Regions from separate parts of the Arachis hypogaea genome. Here region 1 is linked to region 2. A link is a contact called in public Hi-C data. All regions are on one chromosome and are shown on one strand. The core of a region is the stretch at or near the end of the contact, and the rest is flanking DNA. Distances in the headings are between cores, read along the strand shown. Region 1 holds the start of LOC112775295. Region 2 holds the start of LOC140182422 (inositol transporter 1-like).

Evidence for each region. A called contact is a pair of places that touch in the nucleus more often than the background predicts.
Region 1: a Hi-C map of leaf shows a contact between it and region 2, with 6 times the contacts expected there. The contact joins the promoter of LOC112775295 here to the promoter of LOC140182422 in region 2. A contact is called at or near these places in 2 of 8 Hi-C or Micro-C datasets (both in leaf).

What each region holds. Positions count from the first base shown.
Region 1 is chr19:152,215,504-152,220,189 of arahy.Tifrunner.gnm2.J5K5, forward strand. LOC112775295 reads right to left here and starts at 3,284. Exons shown (of 7, transcript XM_025818846.3): 1 at 2,044-3,284; 2 at 1,577-1,632; 3 at 1,155-1,264; 4 at 879-1,038; 5 at 425-517; 6 at 144-275. The coding sequence starts at 2,821. LOC112775294 reads right to left here. Exons shown (of 4, transcript XM_025818844.3): 3 at 4,480-4,657; 4 at 3,554-4,316. The coding sequence ends at 3,750.
Region 2 is chr19:152,059,067-152,063,712 of arahy.Tifrunner.gnm2.J5K5, forward strand. LOC140182422 (inositol transporter 1-like) reads right to left here and starts at 2,655. Exons shown (of 5, transcript XM_072228619.1): 1 at 2,502-2,655; 2 at 2,355-2,425; 3 at 1,643-1,745; 4 at 581-687; 5 at 1-97. The coding sequence starts at 2,655.

The sequences.
Region 1 (4,686 bases), core at 2,034-4,533, 160 kb after region 2:
ATCATTGGGATTGAAAACATTCTCATCATTAACACCCAATTCAGGAAAACTACTTCAGAACGTTGACTTATAGTTGCATAAGCAATAACTTGATTCAACTTTTAAATTTCACTAAGAATTAGTATACTACGATGGGATCGCACCAAACCAAGGGCTTCTCTTGCAATCCTGTGGTTGTTGTCACCGGAAACTTTGCCAAAGAGAAACATGAGGTGTTTTCTTTGCTCCAGCTTCAAGTGTTTTGTTAGGCCTCGACCAACCATCTCCATTTCAGGCTGCAGTAAATATCCATGAGAAGTGCTAGAAAGCAGCTAGTAAATCACATGGTATAGCAGATGGGGTTACAAAAATATTGATCCTTCTCTCTCAGAGGCCCTAAATGGACATAAAGAGAAAAGTAGCAACTTTCATTGATGATACATACTGATGATTCCTCGGGAGGAAATATCTGCAGAAGATGGCATATTTTTGACAGTTCTGCCATAGATTCAACATGCTTGCCTTGCATTTCCAGAGCCTATAAACCAAGAGTGCCAAAATAAGCATCAATTGAACAGAGATTTAATTATTGCAGTAAGCTATCCAGAAAACTGAAACCAAATGTTAAGCTCTCATTCTTAAGTCCCATAATCAAATTTACATAATTGTCAGACTTAAACCAGCAAATGAATCTTTCATTCCTGTAACCATCAAATGGATCCAATGGCCATATTTAATGCTATGGTGTCATAGATCTTTGCAGGAAGGAATTTTGGAATTTGTGCCTTATTACAAGTAGCACAACAAACTGCCTTCACCAATACAAAATCATGATCTCATGTAATAAATTTTAAAAACGAAACTATTACTAGATTATAAGAGTCAGGGAGAACAAATACCCAAGCTTGTAGAAGACAAGAGCGTGTACGTGCAGCAACAGCAGCAGAGACAATTGTTGCAGCACGAATATTTTCAAGGCCTATGTTTTCAGCAAATCCAGCAAGGAATTGCCGAGCATCCTCACCATTAATATCAATTGAAGTAGAGTAAGTTGGTACCCTGAATGATACCAAAGTAACCAGTAACTACATGAGAATTAGAACATGGGTAGACAGTAGACTGTATCACTAAAAGTTGCTAACTAGCACAAGAATGTTGGCCTAAGAAAAACCAACCTGCTGCAAACATTTAAAACATAATTAACAGATGCTCGATACAAGGAATCCCGAATATTTGTTGTTTCAAAAGATACTTGCACGCCAGAAGTTCTGCATAGTTGACGTAACTGTTCATTTGTACGCGCAGTACACAATCAAATGTCATGAGAAGAGAAAAACCAATTACTTTCCTTATAAACATGCTCACACCGATAACATAAATAGAAACCATTACTATGTTATTCTCCTTGTTCAAAGCTTATCAGTTAGACAGATGCTCAGATTCAACATGTTACAAAACCGCAAAACCAAATTTAGTTAAGTAACTTAATTCAATATCACATAATGTTATCATACACCATTTGACAATGAAGTAAATCACCATTAGGGAATAAAAACACAAACAAAAGAAAAAAATAAAAACAAAAATAAAAACTGACTTGTATTATATCATCCTCCATGATGTCGTTTCCCGCCATTCTACTGTCAGTAATTGCTGGAAATCAAGTGGATGAGTTGCAACTTGAATTAAAGGATTGCAAAACACTATGGAAACTATGAAATATGTAAGTTTTACCTACAAAAAGAGTGCACAAACAGAACCATAACTCAACCAGACACTGTAAACAGTAAACACCGACAACAACCATAATGGTTAATAAGCCACATCAATGATATGAAAACCATGCATTTCAATTAACAAGAACACAAGCTACTTATGAAATGGCCAACACTCTCTTTCCCCCAATGATATGAACTACTATTTTTCATCAACAACATAACCTACTAAGAGAGAAAATCCTCAGCTACTAACAAATCTTACTTCATTTTATCTCCAACTCAAATGACCATCTCATCTAAAACATATATAAACAAAGAAAACAAAATAAGAAAAGAGAAATCAAACCTCGAACCACTCTGTAAGCCTGCCTCTTGAATTCGTCCTGCTCGTCGAGGTCGAAAACAGCACCGTTGATGACAGCTGGCCACCATTTCGGCAGTTTCCTTTCTAACCGAATCTTGTTCTTCTTAGCGCCTCGCTTCAAAGTACCACCGTCCGCCGGCGACAACGGATTCGCCGGCCCCTTGGAAACGGCACTCTCCCCCCAACCAACGACGACCTCTTTTCCGCCAAGGCTTCGGTCCCTCCGCACCATAGGCCTATAGGCAGAGGCGTTACGGCGCCAAGACAAAAACCTAGAAACCGAGTTGACCAGAAACCTGAGGATAGAGAAGGCGACGAAGCTGAAAAGCGCGGAGGTGCCGAGGAAATGCAACGTGGAAGGGCGACAGGAGACGACGAGCCTGCGGTCATGGTCGAGTGTGACGAGGGTTTGCAAATCGGTGTAGGCGTCAGCGGCGGAGGAAACGAACTTGCGGAGTGTAGAAGGGAAAAGAGAGCGGAAAGTGGAGGAGGCTTGGGAGGTTAGTTTGTTGATGTCGATAACGGTTTCGAGCTTAGGTTCGGAAGAGATGAAGGAGGTAGAGGTGGTGATGGTGGTGGTGGTGAAGGTGGGGGCGGAAGGGGAGGAGAGTTTGTTGCGGCGCCTGCGGGTGCGGGTGCGAGGGCGAGTGCGAGTTTGGCGGCGGAAAGAGGCGGAGATGAAGAGGCATCGTGAGGAAAGGGGGAGTGAGAATTGGGAACAGGAAGAAGGAAGCGCGCAAGTGTTGACGGAGGACAACATCAGAGAGAGTGGTCAGAGTCAGAGGAGTGAGCCACTCACTTACTCTGTCAGTCACACAGCCACTCAAGACAAAAAGATTGCACACATGACCCACCCTGCGGCAAGTTTTAGTCCTTTACCCTCTTTCTCCTAAACCGATTCTTCTCATTTTTTTCTTTTTTATTCATAGAATTAGCTAATTAGCTAATGATATTACTATTCTTAAGATATTACTATTAGTCCTCCATTAATATTCTAAAATAAGTTATCATTATTTTGCTGTATTAAATTTTGATGGTATTTATTTTGTTACCTTGATGGAATGGAATTTCGACAATCATGAGCTGTTTAATCATATGCTTTTTATTTGGTCCTCTACCTATTTTGGGGGCAACTATAAGACTTTCCCCTTACTTGGGATTTGGGAAGCACCACGTCATAGACCAAAAAAGACGTACTCTTCCAGAATAAACATTTTAAGGATTGTGTTGCAAGAGCTTTGCATTCTCTACATGATTAATTGATTGTTCCATTTGGAAAAGTTTTGAAGTGGCAACCGGTAGATTCGTTTCCCCTTTTGCTTTGTCAGTTTGTCTAAGAAAAAAAAAAAAAAACTGTTTTCTCTTAATGGTATAGTTGAAACTTGAAACAGGACGCAGAGGTGAGACATTTGTCCTTTAGCAGGTACACTGGCCTCCAAAGCGAGCATAAAGTAAGAAGCTCAAGAAAAACTGTAGGTATGTTAGCCATCACTTTCTTTAGTCAACTAGCACCTCTCAATATAAGGAATTTCCTTTCAGTAATAATAACAAACGCGTCAAGTATTATTCAAGCTTAAGTACCATCATTACAATTTTCAACAGTTCTCGTGCATTCATTTTACATCCAAATTAGGCCATAAAGGGCAGAGCAAAAGATGTCAAAAACCAATAAGTTAACAAGCAAGAATTCAACCTTCGGATTGTCCAAAATACTTCCCCGAAATTGTAGCCAGGATGTTCAACATTACAACCTCCTCATCCAATTCAGCCTTTCCAGCACGTATGCTAGCACACTTCCGCAGCAGACTCCTGAGACCGGCGGAAGTATCAGCATGTAGTGGAGTATCAACTGAGGCACAGAGAGCAAAAAGCCATATGCAATCATTTCTTGAGATAGTGCTTGCAGACTCTAGCAAGCTAATCCGTTTGAGCAACATTGAAACCCTAGCTACAGGGTCCATTCGTAAGACTGAAGAAAGCATAGGAGGACTGAGAGAGCTACTCCTAGTTCCATCAACAGAAGTTTTTGATCCAGGATTTTCCAGAGGCATTGTGGCATCCTTATCCTCAGAGGTCAGTTCAAGGGGTGGATCAATTGTCTTACTATCACTTAAATTACTCTGAAGTGGGACATCCTTGTCCTTGTTCATTACACTAGCAGATTCTCCAGAATTGTTCTCAAGTAGCTGGGATGTCTGAACGGTTTGCATATTACTGGAATTCATGGCATTCAAACATTCATGAGCTGAGATACTCTGGAATAAGTCATTGGGAAAAAAAAAAGCACAAGCTCAGACCAATGCTTTGTTAGCAAGGACATTGACTATCATATTAAATTGAAAATAAATAAATAACAGAATCTGTTGTGTGTGTCCATTTACATTGAAGAACTTTAGAGACGGAGAGGGAAGAACATACCGCCCTCAGAGCAGAAAAATCAGCAAGAAATACATCCTCCCACTGTTTAGATGGCAACAGATGCTCTGGACACTTGGCAATATCAGGGATCTTGGGCATGTAAGCACTTTGTTCCTTGTTGAGTTTACTTCTATCTAGTTTGGCTACCTTCACTTTTGGTATTTGATCTGCCTCCCACCTAAGCAAGAAATAAAAATTAAGAAACTT
Region 2 (4,646 bases), core at 1,405-3,904:
CAATTAGGTAAATGCCCAAAATTGTGCCAGCAGCATTTAAGGCTGCAACAACAAGTGACAAGAACAATGCTGGTTCATTGGACTTGAAGCCCGCCATCTAGATTATTATTGGATTATAGTACATTATAACGCTAATTCCAACAAATTGTTGGAATGCTTGAAGTCCAGCTCCACAGATGAATGCTAATCTGATTTCTTTCAATTTGAACACATCACTAAATTTAACCTTGACCTTATTCTTGCTTTCTTGTTCCAAGTGATCTTCAAGAATTGCTATTTCGTCCTCCAATCAAGGTGATGGGTAAATTTTGGAAAGCACAGTGGTAGCTTCCTCCTTCTTATTCTGCAAGTTTAAAGGAATCAAAGTGTTATATACCCACATATACATGAGTTTAATTTTTATAAATTGGTAGTATAAATTATTTTATATAATCTTCTAATCAAATATTTTTTTGAATAAATATTCAATGTTGTCAATGTAAAAAATAATTATTTTTTCTTGTGTGATGTTTATGTATAAAATTATTTAACACTAACACTATATTGAATTAAAAGAAATAATAACTGTTATATTTTAGACCTTATGGTAGAGCCATCTAGGAGACTCAGGAAGAAACATCATGAGAACAATTGAATAAGAGCCGGTGTAGCTGCAAGTCCAAGCATCCAACGCCAAGTCCCTGGAACCTGCATATGCATACATAAGTCGATGTTTATAAATTATAATTGAAGATATATATATTATTAGTTAATTTGCAAGTTAGTGAAGCTTACTCTTGTCAAGCCATAATTGATGATATAGGAAAGAAATTGGCCACTAGTAATCATAAGACAATTGGCACTAATTAATCCCCCTCTTATTTCAGATGGTGATACTTTCACAATATATATAAGAGCAGTAATGGAGGCAAAACTAACACCCAAGCCAACTAAAAAACGGCCCATTATGATAAGCATAGGATTTGGTGCCAGAGCCATTATCACTGATCCAATGATAAGACTAAGATCTGTTATGATTGTAGCAATTAGGGGTGTTCAAATCCAAACCGATCCAAATTAAACCGCTCATTCAATCCGATCCAAACCGAAAATCGATTAAAACCATACTAATTTGGATTTGATTGGATTCTATTTTTTGCAAACCGCTGGATTGGATCGGATTTCGGATCTACTTTTTATAATCGATCCAATCCAATCTAAACCGCATAATGTGCTATAATATTATTATTTTATTATTATATTTACAATTATACTTATAACATGTTCAATTTGTTATACATTTTTCTATTATTCATGTATTATTATTATTTAATAAATATTTTATGTTAAAAATATTATTTTATTATTTATTTTAACTAACATATAATTTTATTTCTATTGTTATGTTATCGTTAGTTTTTTAAGATATTGTTAAGACTTGTTATGTCATTGTTGATTATTTAAAATTTGATGTTGAGACTTGTTATATGTATTTAATTTTTTTATTTAAAAAACCGCAAATCCAAACCGATCCAAACCGCTTGTAATTGGATCGGATCGGATCGGATTTTCAAAAAAAATTCATCAAATCTAAACCGCATCGCACATAAATTAAACGTTCGGATCGGATGACTTTTTCCCTTAAAACCGAACCAAACCGCACCGCGAACACCCCTAGTAGCAATTCTACGTCCGAAGACATCGTTAATGTAACCACCTATGGCGGTGCCAAAAATTGCTCCAACCAAAGCCATGCTAAGAATTATCTCCGGTAAGACAGAATATACAAAATAATACAATATGATAATCATATATTATAGTAATTCAAAAATTCTGCATAGACACAAAAAGTAAGCCGTTATTTATTTATTTTTTTTAACTCAATAGTAAAATTTTAAATTAACTACTAGTCTTTATAATTTTTTTAAACTTATGATTAGGTTCTTCACATATTTTAAAATTTTTCAAATGGGTCTCGCACTAATTTTAAACTCGTAATCAGATCATTATTAACTGTAAATGTTAAAAAAATATTTTCATACATTTTACTAATAGTGAATATACCTGATCTTATTCTGTTAAGTTAAACATTTTTAGAATAGTAAAAATATGATTACAAATTTAAAATTAGTATAAGAACGTAGTTAAGTTTTTTTAAATAAAAAAAATTAATTACAAATTCAATCAAATTATATGGACTAATAAAATAATCTAACATAAAATTAATTATCAAACATTAAATTTTTTTAGAATAGGATATTAGTTTTTTAAAAGAATACTAAGTAATCTATATAATAGCTTGGTAATTGATTTGAATATACACATAATAAAATTGATAGTAATTAAATCAAAGATATTCTGTTTCTATATATTACCTGAAGTAAATAGCTCTTCTTGACATATTCAAACTCCTCATTTATATACAAGAGAGCACCAAATATTACACCTACAAATTAAATCAATTTAGATATTTAGTATGAAATGTTATTAATTAAATGCATGCATTTATAATATATATATACCAGTATCATAACTAAAGAGAAAACCACCAATGCCAGCAGCAAAAGAAACTCCAATAATGTAAGAGCTTTGAAAAAATGATATTCTACGTTTTGAATACTTCTTCAAATAGTCAGAAGTTCCAGCATTTATGGACATGCCCATATCAGCCACCATTGTTGCATTACTTGCTTAATCATGTAATTGCAAGTGTTCTTTTTGTGCATATTGAAATAATAAATGAAAAAGCAATGAGTACCGATGATCACTTTATAGTTTATATGAGAACTGATAGTTATTAAATTTAGTGCTTATGGAAACTTCTTGTTTGTTGTATTTGTAACAACTTAACAAACATTTTTTTGGCTTTTATGAGAAAACTAGTGTATGTTTTCGTGTCTTGCACGGGATAATATATAAAATTATATAATTTTTTTTATTAAAATTTAAATAAAAATTATCTATAGTAATTATTATTATAAATATTTTATAAATTAAAAATATTAAAAATAATTAATATTTATTTTAATCAATTTGAATTGGTTGAATGGTCATCTCATTTGTCCGTTTAAGCAAGTATTTGGAGTTCGAATCTAGTCTTGTGTGTATAACAGTCCATTAGTTAGCGACAGACCCTTAATAAATAGAGTATCAATATGTGGTAGATTAGTCATCGACTTGTCGAGTTAGGAAATCTATAGAAAAAATTGTATTTGTCTTTAAAATAGATTAATTTTTCAATAATAGCAATACTCATAGACTTTTGTCTTTGTTGAAATTTACTTGGGACAATTTTATTTGTTGGTATCGTATTCATTCTTGAAGTCAAAACAATATGGTCAACCTTGTTACTTGTTAAAACTTCACATTTTATGAAATGATTTCTAAATTTTCAAATTCATAAACTTATGTCATTACAAAAGTTATTAGATCGATTAATATTTCTTGGTAACATAGTGTACCGAAACACCATCGTTGAGTATTAGTTAGTGTGAAGAGAAACCAATAACAACTTTTGTTATTCAATATATAATTTATTCTATTGAAAAATAAATTAATATTTTCTAAACTTATAAATATATTTTTTTCTAATTTCTTACACTATTTTATTTGACAATATTTACCATTAAAAAATAGTAAATGACCATATTATTTTACAATATATATGATGTACAAAATAATTTCTTATCTTAAAATTAATTCTGGTTAGTGAGATAGAATTTAAAATATTTTTTTATTTTCTTACTCAAATTTAAATTTAAATTTAAAATTGATTAACAACTCATTTTTTTAATTTCAATAAAAAATAAATTGATTAGATACAAAATATTTAGCATTTAATAATTTCAGTCATTTAAATTTTAATTACCAAAAATTGGATTAAAAATTAATTATAAACTTAGTATTCCATAATATATATATGTAAATAATAATATCCAATATATTAATTATTTAATTTTTTGACAAAATTAATGTATAATCTATTGATGATTGATTTATTATCCAAAAATTTTTTCATAAACTTTGTAATATGTGAAAATAGTGATCTTATTTTTTATTATTATTTAAGAAATTATTCATAATTTTTTAATTATGTAATTAACTTAATTATTAACCTTTATTATTGCTTTTATACTAAAAAAAATATCAATTTATACTATTTACATATTTTTTACTACTAATAAATAAATAAATATTTGTACTATTATACTTATTGTCCTAGATAATGACTTAAGTTACTTATTTTGTATGTTAAATAATATTTTATATGTTAAATTTATTAAATATTAAGATGAAAAAATTATTTAATAAATTATATAAATAGTCATTACAGAAAAGAAAAAAAAATTATATATCATATATAATAATTCTTGATATATATAGTGTCATGTTAATATTAAGATTATCTATTTTAATTATGTGAGTGATTATTGTTATTTTCACTTTTTCGTTACATTAAAAAATAATATTTAAAACTAAAAAAGAGATAATTTTTTTTAAAATTTGAATTAAAAAATATCTTGTAAATATTAAGTGTTATAATATTAAATAGTATAGTATTTGCTATAACAATGACTCAAAATATTAATCCAAAATATATTTGGGCCTATTAAGACCTCAATGCAAGCAAGATCAACTAAAATCTATTGTTAGGGTCTCAAATCCGA